Regions from separate parts of the Mus musculus genome. Here region 2 is linked to region 1. The links are chromatin contacts, called in public Hi-C maps. All regions are on one chromosome and are shown on one strand. The core of a region is the stretch at or near the end of the contact, and the rest is flanking DNA. Distances in the headings are between cores, read along the strand shown. Region 1 has its middle 170 kb from the start of Chl1. Region 2 overlaps Chl1 (cell adhesion molecule L1-like).

Evidence for each region. A called contact is a pair of places that touch in the nucleus more often than the background predicts.
Region 2: a contact with region 1 is called in a Hi-C map of neural progenitor cells, with 4 times the contacts expected there. The contact joins two enhancer-like sites. A contact is called at or near these places in 1 of 15 datasets of contacts at CTCF or cohesin (pro-B cells), 5 of 484 Hi-C or Micro-C datasets (cerebral cortex, cortical neurons, embryonic stem cells and 2 more), 7 of 115 datasets of contacts at active chromatin or transcription factors (the 230-238 cell line, T-cell acute lymphoblastic leukemia, acute myeloid leukemia and 4 more) and 3 of 9 other capture datasets (adipose tissue, embryonic stem cells and liver).

The regions. Positions count from the first base shown.
Region 1 is chr6:103,340,415-103,348,136 of GRCm38.p6, forward strand. No RefSeq gene overlaps it. Among named protein-coding and RNA genes, the nearest start is that of Chl1, 170 kb to the right of the region's middle. Within about 2 kb of position 3,892, at least 45 of the 459 cell types and tissues checked have an H3K27ac peak or open chromatin away from gene starts, as enhancers often do. A contact at or near this core is called in neural progenitor cells, where this site is marked.
Region 2 is chr6:103,680,274-103,687,995 of GRCm38.p6, forward strand. Chl1 (cell adhesion molecule L1-like) reads left to right here. Exons shown (of 27, transcript NM_007697.2): 10 at 2,875-3,006. Among named protein-coding and RNA genes, the nearest start is that of Gm52915, 7.6 kb to the right of the region's middle. Within about 2 kb of position 2,773, at least 17 of the 459 cell types and tissues checked have an H3K27ac peak or open chromatin away from gene starts, as enhancers often do. A contact at or near this core is called in neural progenitor cells, where this site is marked.

The sequences.
Region 1 (7,722 bases), core at 2,642-5,141:
GCATTTCCTGTGATTCTGAGAGTGAAGAGAATCAATAATCCCACCAGTATCTTCACCGCTAAATGAACACTTAATGAATTGAGAACAGACCAGAAAGCCAGCCGTAATGACATATTACAGAAGCGGTTGGAGGAGGGGATTGTGCAATTGGACAATGGAGCACAATGAGCAGTTGTGTCTCTTCAGTGAAATCCGAATTTGATTTACTTTTAAAATTCCAATGTAAGTAATTTGCACATTGAAAAAATGGAAAATTCAGAAAAGGAAAAAATGATTTAGGTAGTGGTCTGTGATTACCTCCTGACTGAGCCATTTTCTGGCCTTTTGATCTCAAGCGAGTTAATTAAACCTCAGGGGCTGGGTTGGTGAGATGGCTTATGGAGAAAGCCTGACAGGGTATGTCACATCCCCGAATTTTATGGCAGGAGGAAAATGACTCCTGAAAATTATATTCTTATCTTCATGTGTGCACCATAGCATGAGACTACCAACATGCTTTCACAGGAGGCATACACACACACACACACACACACACACACACACATTTTACATAAGTAAAATATAATAAATAGATCTTTAAACATCTGATAGGTCGCATAATGAAATGTCATAGCCTATCATGGTTTATGAATGTCTTCTCTCTTTTCCAATGTATGTGTAACAACAGTTATCAAAGTTTACTTGTTTTAACTTGTTATAGTGATCCTTTTCCATGATAATCACAAGCATTTCAAAGATCATCCAAATCTCTTTATGGATATCACATGGGAGCTAGGCACGTGGTGCACTCCTATACCTTCCATAAGATTTGGGGAGCTGAGGAAGATGAATTGCTTCCAGTTTATGAATATGCTAGCTTTCACTGTAAGGGCTGAACTCTAGGATGTGAGACTTGGTTTCAAAACCTAATTAAACAAACACATCTCATTTAATGGCTGAACAATATTCAGACACAAGTATTTTCCAACCCCCCCACCAAGTTTTCTTTTACAGATACAAATTTATGTTTTTCTCCACTTTCTCATGAAAATTTAGAAATGAAGATTTCTCTTATGAAATGTTATACATGATCCTTCAAATACTGAGAATGTGGTATCCACAGCCATGCTGTTTATTCCTCTGCATCTGCTCTACTTGAGCTACTACAGTGTCCTGTGTGCTTCCCCAAGACCTGGTACATTCAGTTTTTACTGGTATTATTGATTCCTTTAGAACATTATTCACCCTTACTTGGCTTCAAATTTTGTCCTTTGAAAATAATCTTTTGGTTGCTCCCAAACTTATATTATTTTACTTTGGTTTGAAATTTTCCACAAAAATCAACAATGATTAAAAAACATCCATTAGCCTTCATATCAGCAATTCCACTCCATTTTGGCCACAAATCATATTACTGGATATCAAAATCTTGACCAGAAACTCTCTGAGTATTGTTCCACCAGGACTTTACACTGCAATGTTGACTACAATGTGCCTGCAGAAACTCCAAGGCTGACAGGCCTGAGAACCCATCCCTGAGTTCCATCCTGTACCTCACAGCCATTTGAAGCCCATCTGGGTTTTCTTACCTTTCCAGAAGCCCATATTCTCCCTCACTGGTCTTCTCTCTGTTTTAAATTGTGTCAACCTTTTTTCCTATCTCAGAGCCAGTTCACTTGTCTTTAGTCCATTTGGCTCCTCATTCTCTGAATTTCTTTATGTGACTACACATTCTTGCATGGCTGGAGTTTAAGACCTCTCATTCTTAGAGAATCCTTCATATATATATATATATATATATATATATATATATATATATATATACATATACATATACATATACACATACACATACACATACACATACACATACACATACACATACACATACACATACACATACACATACACATACACATACACATACACATATACATATACATATACATACATATATATATATATAAATACTAATGGCCTAGGTTTCTTTAGAAAACCTGCAAATAAGTCAGTAAACAAAAACTAAGAAAACAAGAATCCCTAACAAAGCCTTGCTATACCAAGAGGTGCCTTTTAATATTCATTAAATGTTATCTTTCTCACTACATTAAATCTAAACATTGCCATCTTGCAAACAGCCAGAACATCTAGTAAATCAGCCTACGACCTGATAGAAGAAGATTTTGGAGCAAATATTTCAGCAGAGAGGGATTGGGGCCAGCCACAGTCACCTTGGACGCATCCAGATGATTGATATGTGTGTAGCCTTTTTCTAGATTACACTCCTGTCACCAAATTTCAGCTGTGGCCTTTACAAAGAAGCTTCCAAAGAGAAATAGCACAGGAGCCTGGATTCACTGTCAGTGCTAAAACCCACTCAGAAATGCAGCACATCTCCCACATTAGCAGTTCAGGGACTGCATCTAGAGAATGGAAAGGAATTTTAGCACCAGAGCCAGGGTTTTCCTGAGTGAAGCTATACAGGTTGTCATCTGTGAGGATGTTTATGAACACTTCCAAGAAGCCTTTGCCTCTCTTCTCTTTAAAGAAGAGAAGAGAAGAGAAGAGAAGAGAAGAGAAGAGAAGAGAAGAGAAGAGAAGAGAAGAGGGGAGACGGGGAGGGGAGGGGAGGGGAGGGGAGGGGAGAGGAGAGGAGAGGAGAGGAGAGGAGAGGAGAGGAGAGGAGAGGAGAGGAGAGGAGAGGAGAGGAGAGGAGAGGAGAGGAAAGGGGAGGAGAGGAGAGAGGAGACGGGGAGGGGAGGGGAGGGGAGGGGAGGGGAGGGGAGGGGAGGGGAGGGGAGGGGAGGGGAGGGGAGGGGAGAGGAGAGGAGAGGAGAGGAGAGGAGAGGAGAGGAGAGGAGAGGAGAGGAGAGGAGAGGAGAGGAGAGGAGAGGAGAGGAGAGGAGAGAAGAGAAGAGAAGAGAAGAGAAGAGAAGAGAAGAGAAGAGAAGAGAAGAGAAGAGAAGAGAAGAAAAGAAAAACAACAAAGAAAATAGTCCCATCTGCAATACTGGTCCTTTGTCTCATCCCCTTATCATTTATAAGTTAAAAGGGACAAAAATTAATATCTAGTACTGAATGTTGTCAAGGTACTGTCTACCACAAGAAAAAATCAGAAAATCAGACTTTGGAGACCTTGCAAGACTCCAGTTTCAAGAGTTTACTATCGGGCAAAGAAGTGCTTTTGTCTGAGGTCCAAACATTTCATTCATGCTGAGGATCTGTGCTTCTGGTCACTGCAAAAGTCTCGGTATGTTTATTATCAAGGGCTTTGGATGGCTCCTGCTCTCTGTCCATGTGCCAGGATCTTTGAAGCGATCATTGTTCTTGTGCAGTGAATTCTAGTTTAGGACACAGAAGACTATTCCTCCTCTAAAGTGCCCTTTTGAACCCAGCCAGTGGTGTAGAGTTCCGTTGACCACTGACCAGTGGCATCTGTCGCTGCACTTGCATGTGTGAGCACATGCTTGTGAATAGCCTTCATTTGGAAGGGAAGTCACTTAGCTCTCATAGTAACATGCACTGTTGCTCATGGATGCTAATGTGAAGCCCAATGTGGCTTCAAATCTCTAAAATATCCTCCAATAATGATTCCTACTAGCTCCCTGCCCTGTGGTGTTCTCCCAGAAAGTTTCACGTTAGATGCCGATGAAAGTGCAGAGGTTTTCCAGCCTTCCAAGATATAAACATTTTTGCCACCTTTGTGAAAACTCTTATTTTAATTTTAAATTTGAAGTAACATTTTGCTCCTGACCATCAGGAGGGGACAAATGGCCATTCTTAACCACACATATTTTCCCCTTGCTACCAATAGGGAATTTTTTTGTTAATGTCTCCAGAATTCGAAACCCTCGGCTACTTTGAGACATGCTTTTAAAGGTCCCTTTGCAAACCCTGCCAAGAGCCAACTGTATTTAGAGAGCCAGTGTTTCATTTGCAATTGAAAAAGACAACCCTATCATTGAATGAGGTCTTTAAAGGGAAGGGAAAACACAAAAGCTGGAAAGAAGAAACTCAAGGAAGAGTCTCTAACTCTGAGACATACTTTCATCTTGAATGCCCATTCCTTATTAAATGTTTTTGCTCAGTGCCTGTCTTGGATCCCTTGTCTTATGGCTGTGGGTGGCTTGAACTCAAAGTTGTAAACCAGGTCACTTGTACTCAGAAAGTAGCCAGTGGCTTTTTGCCATTTGTAAGTGAGAACCCTGGGCGCCTCCCCACAAAGCTAGCATAAGGTCTGACCTTTAATTCATTACCGGAAGGAAGCCTGGCTTCTCAAAAAAGAAGTCAGGCCAGTTTTGACATAAAACACTGTCCTTGCCAAAAAAGAAGAAGGAAAAAAAAAGCCATGGGCAGAGGCAGGGATAGTCAACTTTGTACAAAGCACAGTATATCCAAGAGGGAGAGAAGCAACCCATTTGAAGGTAGAAACTAGTAACAAAATGTCCAGTCACGAGGACTGAAGGGACTGATAGGGGGAATGTAAGGGGAAAATAAGTAGAACATGTGACCAAGCTTTATTAGAGAAAATGTTATACCTTATCTTCTTTAAGGAAGATTCCAGGAATGGTGGAAGATTCCAGCAATTCTCAGTTTTAACCATTATAAAAATGTTAGTGGAAAGAAGGCTACATTAAACACACACACACACAAACACACACCAGTTTTCAGATAACTAAAGAGGCAGGTATGGCTTGCCTCCAAGTACACAGAGGTACAGAATGCCTGCCTATGGAACAGGGAAAAGATCTGAAGATAGCGTTATGTATGCTGTTCTTAAACAACTAGGAAGCACAGGCCCAGAAGTATCACCCCTGTGAGCCTCAGTATCTTTACCCCCTAAGAAATGTAATATGGTGGAAGAAAGCAGAGAAGTTTCCAAGCCAGGCAGGCCACCTGGTGAAGGCCTTGAGCCCATGAGTCATATACTCAGCAGCTGTGAGATCTCTGCTGGATGCCTCAGTTCTCTCTGAGTAGTTCGCTCCTCCTTGTGGTAAGATTATAAAACCGGATTTACAGGAATGGGTGTGACTTATTAAGAAAGAGTGTACACATTCAACACAGCTCACCATTAAAGGATAGCTATTATTTACGGTAGGGATTCTTGAACATCTCCCACTTGGCAACCTTTTGCCCTCCAGTTTTTTATATAATCCCAATATGTCAGTCAGCCTATGAAGTAGGCTTGCAAACCAAACATTCGCAGAGAATAAACAGCAAAGACTTTTATTTTAAAACAATTATCTGGTGTTTTGCCACTTGGAGAGGATGAAACAGATTTGTATACTAATGAGATGCATGTGCTTATTTATATTTACATAAACAACCAAATCTTGGCTGAATGGTTGGCACTACCGTACACAGAGCATCTTTTCCGTTTTCCAGAGCTGATCATTATTTCACTTTTCCCCCTATAACTATCCATGCAGAGATCTCTGCTTCACGTAAATACGTGAAACCAAACAGAAGAAGTGTGGTTAGGGCCATTTCAGAAATTGGTGCCGAATTCCACCCTGACCTGTTCTAACGCTACTCAAGTTGCAACACATATATTTGGGAGGAGTTGGTGCTGGTTTAAACATCTGTGCAATGTGAATAAGCCGGAAGGAAAGGTGAAGAGTCTTCCATTCTTACTTCCCATCTTTTCCCCCAGCCCCCTTTTTTTCTGAAGATAATGCTTTTCGAGAGCCGAGATCCTGCTCTCTTGGCAAAATGCCAGCGAACGTCCTGGGTCTTCTATCTCTAATTCCTGCATACCAGTCATGGAAATGACATATATGCCTTGGGGTAAAAGGTTATAAGACCCATTTTTCCATGGGTGCTGGGGATCCAAATTCAATCCTTATGCTTAAGCAACAAGTACTTTACCCACTGAACCCTTTACCCAGCCCTTCAAAAATTTTAAAAATCTATATTCTAACATAGTGCAATCTGGAGATATACTAATTTGTCAGGGAGTGATGATAGGAAAACATTGAAATTTTTTGCATTTCAGAATTTCACCAACATGTTTCTAGAAGAGCTGGAAACTTTGTGTGGAGTAAGCACAGCAATTCATAACCTACAGTAGATCTGAGTAGATCTGAGCCCTGGTGTTTCTGTCTGGAGTCACTTACATAGTGTCAGGTATGACATGTGCTGTGCAAAGGATACCTGTTCATCTCTGAGCCAGTGCTTCTCTAAAGCTGTATAATGCATTGTGGGAGCTTGGTTCTAGAAACATCTTGGATTTACTACATATCTGATTTTAAATTCTTGGCCACTACACACTCAGAAACCTTTTATTATTTTCAATCTTTTTTGTGACTCTCCTGCTCTGTCACACATACAAATACATACAAATTCAGTTAAGTGACCTTATATGAGCTCTTATTCTGTAGCAGCAGAAGCTGAAAACTGAGGAAGACTGAATGACTGCTGTTCTTGTTGCTCCTTAGTTTCCTCATGCTCCACCTCATTGCTAGGGATTTTAAGCTTCGGAATATTTTCTGATTCATTACAACTACAGAGAATACATGCATTTCTTCATCATTTTGGTGGGAATTCTTTATACTATTTTACTATTTGGTTCCAAAAGACAGATATAGTGGGATCACTGAGCCACATGAAATCAGTATGCCAGGAGAGAAGCTACATTCCCTGGTGGGCTTTAGCAGAATACTGCTGGTGTTTCTCATCTTCACACATGATGCAAGATAAAGTGTCCTCTGTCTCTCTCAGGACAGGACTTTACAATCCAATTATTTTTACTGTCAGGAATCATTTTCTTCATTCCTAGTCAAAATTTACCTCTGTAATTTTCACTGGTGCTATGCTAAATAATTCCCTCTACTCATTTCTCGATGATTTCTTGTTTGCATATAGTAAATCTACCCCACCCTGAATGCATTCCTTTAATCAGTAGATTTCTTATCATAGCACATGCCTGTGATTTTGCCCTCAGCATTTGATAGGCTCCTTTATCACTGTATAATCTAATTGGAATGTAGACAGCACTCTCTTACCCCAAACACGTGAAACTAGCAAGCATTTAAAAGACAGGATATAATGACACGACTTAAAGGCACAGCAACATCTTATAATGTTCATCTTGCTATCAGTAGAGAGGGTATATATATAAATTTCTTGTGTTTTCCCCCAGGGAATATATATATATATATATATATATATATATATATATATATATATATATTAGCTATTTATTTCATTTACATTTCCAATGCTATCCCAAAAGTCCCCCACACACTCCCCGACCCACCCACTCCCACTTCTTGGCACTGGCGTTCCCCTATATATAAAGTTTGCACGACCAATGGGCCTCTCTTTCCACTGATGGCTGACTAGGCCATCTTCAGATACATATGCAGCTAGAGACACGAGCTCTGGGGGGGTACTGGTTAGTTCATATTGTTGTTCCACCTATAGGGTTGCAGATCCCTTTAGCTCCTTGGTTACTTTCTCTAGCTCCTCCATTGGGGGCCCTGTGATCCATCCAATAGCTGACTGTGAGCATCCACTTCTGTGATTGCTAGGCCCTGGCATAGTCTCACAAGAGACAGCTATATCTGGGTCCTTTCAGCAAAATCTTGCTAGTGTATGCAATGCTGTCAGTGTTTGGAAGCTGATTATGGGATGGATCCCTGGATATGGCAGTTTCTAGGTAGTCCATCCTTTTGTCTCAGCTCCAAACTTTGTCTCTGTAACTCCTTCCATGGGTGTTTTGTTCCCAATTCTAAGAAGGGG
Region 2 (7,722 bases), core at 1,523-4,022, 340 kb after region 1:
TGGGAGATTCTATAGGTATGCTTCTTTTCTTTTCTTTTCTTTTCTTTTCTTTTCTTTTCTTTTCTTTTCTTTTCTTTTCTTTTCTTTTCTTTTCTTTTCTATTCTTTTCTTTTCTCTTCTCTTCTCTTCTCTTCTCTTCTTTTCTTTTTTTTCCTTTCCTTTCCTTTCCTTTCCTTTCCTTTCCTTTTCTTTTCTTTTTCTCTCTCTCTTTTTTGGAGCTGAGACAAAAGGATGGACCATCGAGAGACTGCCATGTCCAGGGATCCATCCCATAATCAGCTTCCAAACGCTGACACCATTGCATACACTAGCAAGATTTTATCGAAAGGACCCAGATATAGCTCTCTCTTGTGAGACTATGCCGGGGCCTAGCAAACACAGAAGCAGATGCTCACAGTCAGCTATTGGATGGATCACAGGGCCCCCAATGGAGGAGCTAGAGAAAGTATCCAAGGAGTTAAAGGGATCTGCAACCCTATAGGTGGAACAACATTATGAACTAACCAGTACCCCGGAGCTCTTGACTCTACCTGCATATGTATCAAAAGATGGACTAGTCAGCCATCACTGGAAAGAGAAGCCCATTGGTCATGCAAACTTTATATGCCCCAGTACAGGGGAACACCAGGGCCAAAAAGTGGGAGTGGGTGGGTAGGGGAGTTGGGGGGGTATGGGGGAATTTTGGGATAGCACTGGAAATGTAAATGAGGAAAATACCTAATAAAAATATTTTAAAAAATATATTTTCTTTATATACATTTCAAATGCTATCCCAAAAGTCCCCTATACCCGCCCTGCTCCCCTACCCACCCACTCCCACTTCTTGGCCCTGGCATTCCCCTGTACGGGCACATATAAAGTTTGCAAGACCAAGGGGCCTCTCTTCCCAATGATGGCCAACTAGGCCATTTTCTGCTACATATTCAGCTAGAGACATGAGCTCTGGGGGTACTGGTTAGTTCATATTGTTGTTCCACCTATAGGGTTGCAGACCCCTTTAGCTCTTTGGGTGCTTTCTCTAGCTCCTCCATTGGGGGCCCTGTGTTTCATCCAATAGATGACTGTGAGCATTCAATTCTGTATTTGCCAGGCACTGGCCTAGCCTCACAAGAGACAGTTATATCAGAGTCCTTTCAGCAAAATCTTGCTGGTATATGCAATAGTGTCTGGGTTTGGTGGCTGATTATGGGATGGATCCCTGGATATGGCAGTCTCTGGATGGTCCATCCTTTCGTCTTAGCTCCAAACTTTGTCTCTGTAACTCCTTCCATGGGTGTTTTGTTCCCTATTCTAAGGAGGAATGAAGTATTCACACTTTGGTCTTCGTTCTTCTTGATTTTTTTGTGTTTTGCAAATTGTACCTTGGGTATTCTAAGTTTCTGGGCTAATATCCACTTATCAGTGAGTGCATATGAAGTGACTTCTTTTGTGATTGGGTTACCTGACTAAGGATGATGTCCTCCAGATACATCCATTTGACCAAGAATTTCATAAATTCATTGTTTTTAATAGCTGAGTAGTACTCCATTGTATAAATGTACCACATTTTCTGTATCCATTCCTCTCTTGAGGGACATCTGGGTTCTTTCCAGCTTCTGGCTATTATAAATAAGGCTGCTATTTCTTTTATCACATAGATTTGCCAGAATTACCTGTTTGTATGTTTTTTCTTACCCCTTAATAAATTTAATTTCCCATGTAATCACCTTTCTTTCTTTTACTAAAATCATTTAAAAGATATTTTCACTTTATATATGTTCATATCTTTTAAAAAGTTTCTTTTTTTAATCAACACAAAAATCCATAGTTCTTGCAGGGAAATGAGCAGGCTAAAGTTGATGGGAAATACTACTTTAAAATTCTATTAAGTCACTTCTGAGATTAATTATCAATTATGCACATGGGTCTGAAGAAATGGCTCAGTGGTAGGAGAGCACCAGCTGCTATTTCAAAGGGCTCTGGTTTAGTTCCCAGCGTCTACATGGTAGCTCACAGCACTATGTAACCCCAACCAAGAAATCTGATGTCGTCTTCTGTCCTCTATGGGTATAAGGTATCCAAGAAAGTGCAACATAGCTATATATGTTGGCAAACAATCACAACAACAAAAATAATAATATTCATGCATCCTTCTAGTCTTATATTCACTGTTGTCATCGTGGTGCCCTGATGGTGACAAGATGTGACAGTAACGTGTGCAATGAGAACACTTGTCTTGCTCTGTTCTGAGACTCCATTTAGAGTTACACATTTGAAGTTTTGTGCATCAAGAGATGAAGATCATCTGTCCCTAGTTTTACTGCTTTGCTTCCAGTGATAAATGTCAAATGTTCTCAGGATCCCGTTCTGCCCCTTTGCAAGAAGAACATCTCTTGCAAAGCAAATTATGTTTTCCAACTTGATAAGTTATGCAAATTGCTATACATATGACATGTAAATGCTAGAGTCAATAATCAAGGAACAAGGTCTCACAAATTTTACTGTTGTTTAAAAAGCTCTCTGAATCTATTTCCTGCATAGCCCCATTTTCAGCTACTTCGCTTCAGCCTGAAAAGAAAGAGCAGCCAGCCCTAAATGAGTTCCCATCTGCTTAGCCCTCCCTCATATTTCAGTAAGATTAATATATACAGCTAAGACAGCTGTATATTTCTGGTATGCAGATTTATATACATGTTTAGAGTGTAATGTAAGCACACACACACACACACACACAAATACAGCCATCTTGCTTTGTAGAACCTATTCCACAGTTGCTATGGAATACTTGGTAGTGTCTGCCCTCTGCTGGTTAAGGGTAGAAATGCAGACCTGTTAACGTCGTCGCATCTCTGGCTATGCAGAACCCTTCTGGAAATTTCTTTGTTTTGTCTTCAGAGCCTCCACGCTGGAAAAAGAAGCCTCAGAGTGCCGTGTACAGCACGGGGAGCAGTGGCATCTTGTTGTGTGAAGCAGAAGGCGAACCTCAACCCACAATCAAATGGAGACTCAATGGCTTGCCGATTGAAAGTGAGTTAAAAACAACCTAACAAAAGGCCTGAGAATGACATGCTAGGGAATACAGCAGTTGAATGGGATCACATCTGATCACAGTTTGGGGATGTATGAAGTAGATGGGCTGGGCTGTGTTAGCATAATACAGTGCCAGAAAATCACCAGGTGATTCTTTATTGGTAATTTGATTGATGACAACCAACACATGGATAGTGTTTATGGATATACTAAGTTAATTATATTATTAGATAGATAGATGGATAGATAGATAGATAGATAGATAGGTAGGTAGATATTGTTAAATATAATTATTTGTATAATTAAGTAATGACTGAATTAGGAAGAGGATTAATATACACCAACCCTTGCTCCTGCCCTTGAGAAGGAATGATAGAGTAACCCAGGAGAGGAAAGTTGAAAGTTGATATTTCTTGCACCCTTACAACATCCTCAATCCTTAACTCTGCCCCTGCCCAGAATATTTATTGTTCACATTTTATCTCCATGTTGTGGCCAGGACACATGTGATACCCAAAGCTATACATGACACAATAGCTCCCTGGCTGCTGTTGACAACACTAGAACATCCCCTTGAATCTTGTCCACATTTGTTGGCCACAGAGAAACAGAAATGAACCAGGCCTGGGGGCCAGATTCCTTACTGCACCAGTCTCCAAACCCTAGAGGTTTTCATTTGAACCCAGAGCTGAGGCTATTTTGAAGCTATTTGTTCAGGCAGAAGGTCAGAACCTATGTTAAATGTTATGTTCTGCTTAAGTAGCTCCATGGAGGAAAAGATAGGAAGTGCAGGTGTAGGGTCCCCATTTATTTATTAGTCATGGTTCCACGTATTATCCATGTCTCCTTGTGGTTCATAAACCAAAGTCATCACTGGGCTGCAACTCTTCCCAGGTCTGTGGCCTCGAACTCGTCACTGGATCATCTTAGCGTGGGTTTTCCAAGCTGCAAAATGGAAGCAGTGGTAGTTGGTAGTGTTTGAAGGAGATTAATTAGCCAGCTACCTAAAGTCATAATTTATCTGTGGAGTTCTTGGATGGTTTATGAACTCTGGAGCCGCACTGCCTGTGTTTGCATGGTCATCCTAACATTTGCTAACTGTGGGACTGGGAATGGAACTGTGCCTCTTAAAACCTGTTTTGTTTTGTTTTTCATAAATAAAACAGAGATGAAAATAGCTGTGACTTGCGGGTTTGTTATGTTGCTTGAGAAAAGCACCATTCCTAGAATGGGTTGCACAGGATCTGGCTTAAACCATTAATTATGGGAGGTGGGTGCAGGAGGACGAGGAGTTCAAGTGCTTCTACTTGGATCACTCATCTAATACTAAAGTGCCTGTAGGGTGGGCCAAGGCAGCCACCTTTATGAGCTCTCAAGATTAAGGGGGGTCTCTGGCTTGTTCAGAGAAGATTCTGTTTCCAATTGACAGTGGTTAATATGGAGTCCTGTAACTGGGCAAATGCTGAGAATAATTGACAATGTGTCCTCAGCCATAAATGGGACATCTATATCCGTTTTGGAAGTTCAGGGAGTATTACAGAGGAGGGAGCTGAAGCAATATAAAAGCTGAGGGATGGAAGGAGTGGTAGGAAATGCTGTCTTCTGGACAGGAAGTAGCCATTGTACCTGTGAACTCACAGCACATATTTTAACTGCTTAAGATCTGTCCATCAAAACTCGGGCATTGGTGGGTGTGGGAGGTTTATGAGACATCAACCCGAGCTGAGAAGTTGTTGGTATTTGATGGATGCTATGAGAGAAAAGACATGTTTCTTTTGGTGTATGACAAGTGGCAGGCTGCATGCTTCAGTGGATAAGCCCTATGCAGCTACCGACAGCACTAATTGGATTCAGTGAGTTATAAAATGGCAAGAGAAGACATAGTTGTAAAGGTCATGTTGTTGAGAAATTCATACATAGGAAGTAGGTAGGTACTAAGGAGAGTGTAAAGTTCGAGATGCAGGGTAGATTTATGGTTATAAAAGTACATACTTCAAGAGATGAAAAGGGTGAGGAAGTAGGCTGCCATCAGATGTCTGTGAGTACTTTTGAAGTAGAGAGGAGAGAAAGGAAAAGACTCCCCAGGTATGTCTGGAGAAAAAATAAATAAATAAAAGGAAACAGAACTGATTGCCTTAAGTCCAGGGCATAAGGAAGGGCATGAGTCAGCTGGTAAAATCATTCACTAGATGCAGGCATCAGAGCATAGACAATGACAAGGCCTGATCAAGGTCTTGGGATTTTAATGATGACAGATGAGCAACCATATAGGGTTTTGATAGGAGAGGTTGAGTGAGAAATATTATGGTTCGTTTGTTTATGAGGTACTAGAGTTTGGACCACAGTTCCGATTGCCTGGCAAGTGCTTTACTACTGAGTTGTATTCCCAGCCCTTGTAATTTATGTGTTAAAGGAATTTTCTGGTCTTTGAATGCAGCCTCTAACTCTATGACTGCAAAAAGGTGACTGAAAGACACTAAGTCATCAGGCTAGACATGTTGTCAGGTAGTAGATAGTTCAAAGTATAGCCAACAGATTTGTTGGCAGATAAGACAGGAATTGCTGTATTTGCCAGTAACAGAGGAAAGACTGAAACCAGTCAGTCTGGTTGCAAACAAACCTTGCAGTTTGTACAGCTCCTGAGCACAGAATTTTTCCTATTACTTGCCACAGGGTCACTGTGTGGTGATGGTTTGACTAACAAAGGATTTAAAATCTCATTGGACTCATATTTCTAGGAAATCATATTCTTTGTGAATCTTATTTCAAAATTCAATAAAAGTGAATCCAGTGGTTGATTGTCCATGTAACCTTCTCTGAGAGATCATGCAGCATTTCCGAGAGCACCTTGGAAAAACAGATCTCTTTATTATTTACTTCTCTGACACAATGACAAGGCTCACTGGAATTACAGTATTTACTTGAAGACACAGCACAAGTAAATTCAGGGCTAGAATGCAGCATAGAAAAAAGAACAAGTTTGAATAGAAGATTCTCTGACTATATTGTCTTATTTTCATTGAACTTATGAAAGAGAAACATCTAGGAAGAATTATGAGAATATGCCAGGGCCAGTGTATTTTTGTAGGTAACTCTTAAAAGTTGTTTTCTTGAGTCTTTAGAACAATTCTTGTCAGAATCCTAGCTCTGAATTGAGTACTCTGTGGAGAGCATTGGTGGAGGTAAGACTTAGTCCTGTGAGAGAGTAGGGTTACTTTCTGTTATAACTTATTCCTATCTTGACTTGGAGTTACTCTGAGGCCTGAAGCTGCAGGCTATTAGAACTATTGACACTTGTTGCTAACAGCAGGTGGTTAGGTAAAAGATTTATTGCTAGCACTGCCTTCTCCAGTCAGACAGCCGGAAGCTTTTCACTAGTCTGGCTGGTTAACTCTGTGAACCAAAGCAGAAGGAAAGGAAGAGAATTAAGATGCTTTATATAAGCAAATACGTACAGACACATATACACTCATACATACATTTACTTTCACAATCTCATTCACACATTAACACATTCACATTTTTCCTGGGCTCAACCACCTGTCCAGATACTTCACAAATATTCATGCATTCTTACATACTTACACATATACCCCCATATACGTACAAACAGACATATACATTTGGATGGATGGATGGATGGGGTGGAGCTCCCAAGCCAAACCATTGAATCAACAACTTTATTCCCTTTCTCTGGCCTTTTTATACCTTCTTAGAAGAAAACAGGTCTTTAGAAAATTACCTCAGAGATAAAATGTTACATAAAATGCGAGTCTCAGAAGGATGTTGATAACAAGTTCAAAGCAGTGTTTCATTCTAATGTACTCAAAATAATGTCAAAGCAACACCTTTGGCTTCTTCCTTGGACATAATGTTTTTCCTTGAACACACATGTGTTCAAAGCCTATTTCTCTTTTTATTGTGATTATGAAAGCTCATTGTATGTCTTATGCAGCCTTTACTTTCGATTATGAGGAGTAGGTGTGTTCTATTCTTGATTCTAACTTTATTACATCTTTCTAGCAAAACAGCTAAGGCCATCTCTTAAAACTTTCGTCCTAAAATGATTTGAATCAAATCAGGAATTCTCTAGAATCATTAATTCATCTAAACTGCATTAATTCATGAATGTTCATCTTTATGTTGATCAGCAGAAAATCGGATCAGTAGGGTGGGCTAATGTCCAGGGACTGTTATATTAATTTCATAATGACAGGAAAGGCATATCAGCTGCAATAAGTAATCCTGAGGTGAAGTCTCTTTGGAACCTTGCTGTTGAGCTCATCCATCCCAGACCATGCAAAAACAGTGGGTCACCTCCAGGAAGGCCACCTGCTAACCTTAGCCTATCATAGATGGCTACTGACAAATTCTCTTTTGGCAATATATAGTGTATTGTTCAATGTATACCCTTTCCCAGAACAAGAGCTCATTGAGGGCTAGTTGCTTTTCATTTACACAGGATGATATGGTCTTAATTTTTCTTTTGCAATGCATTGTTGGTCTGAAGCTGAGACCAAGATGGGCCTGTGATGCAAGATGGTACACATTGGTGATAAGGTTAGCTCTGCCGGCCTTAAGTTCTGTGTAATAGTATAGGGATAAAGGATGAGATCAGTTACTCAGTGTCTCATGATGTCCTTTATGATTGGTCACAAATAACTTAGAAGCTTATCCATCATGTTAATCCTGAAGAGGTAGCTGATAAATTAT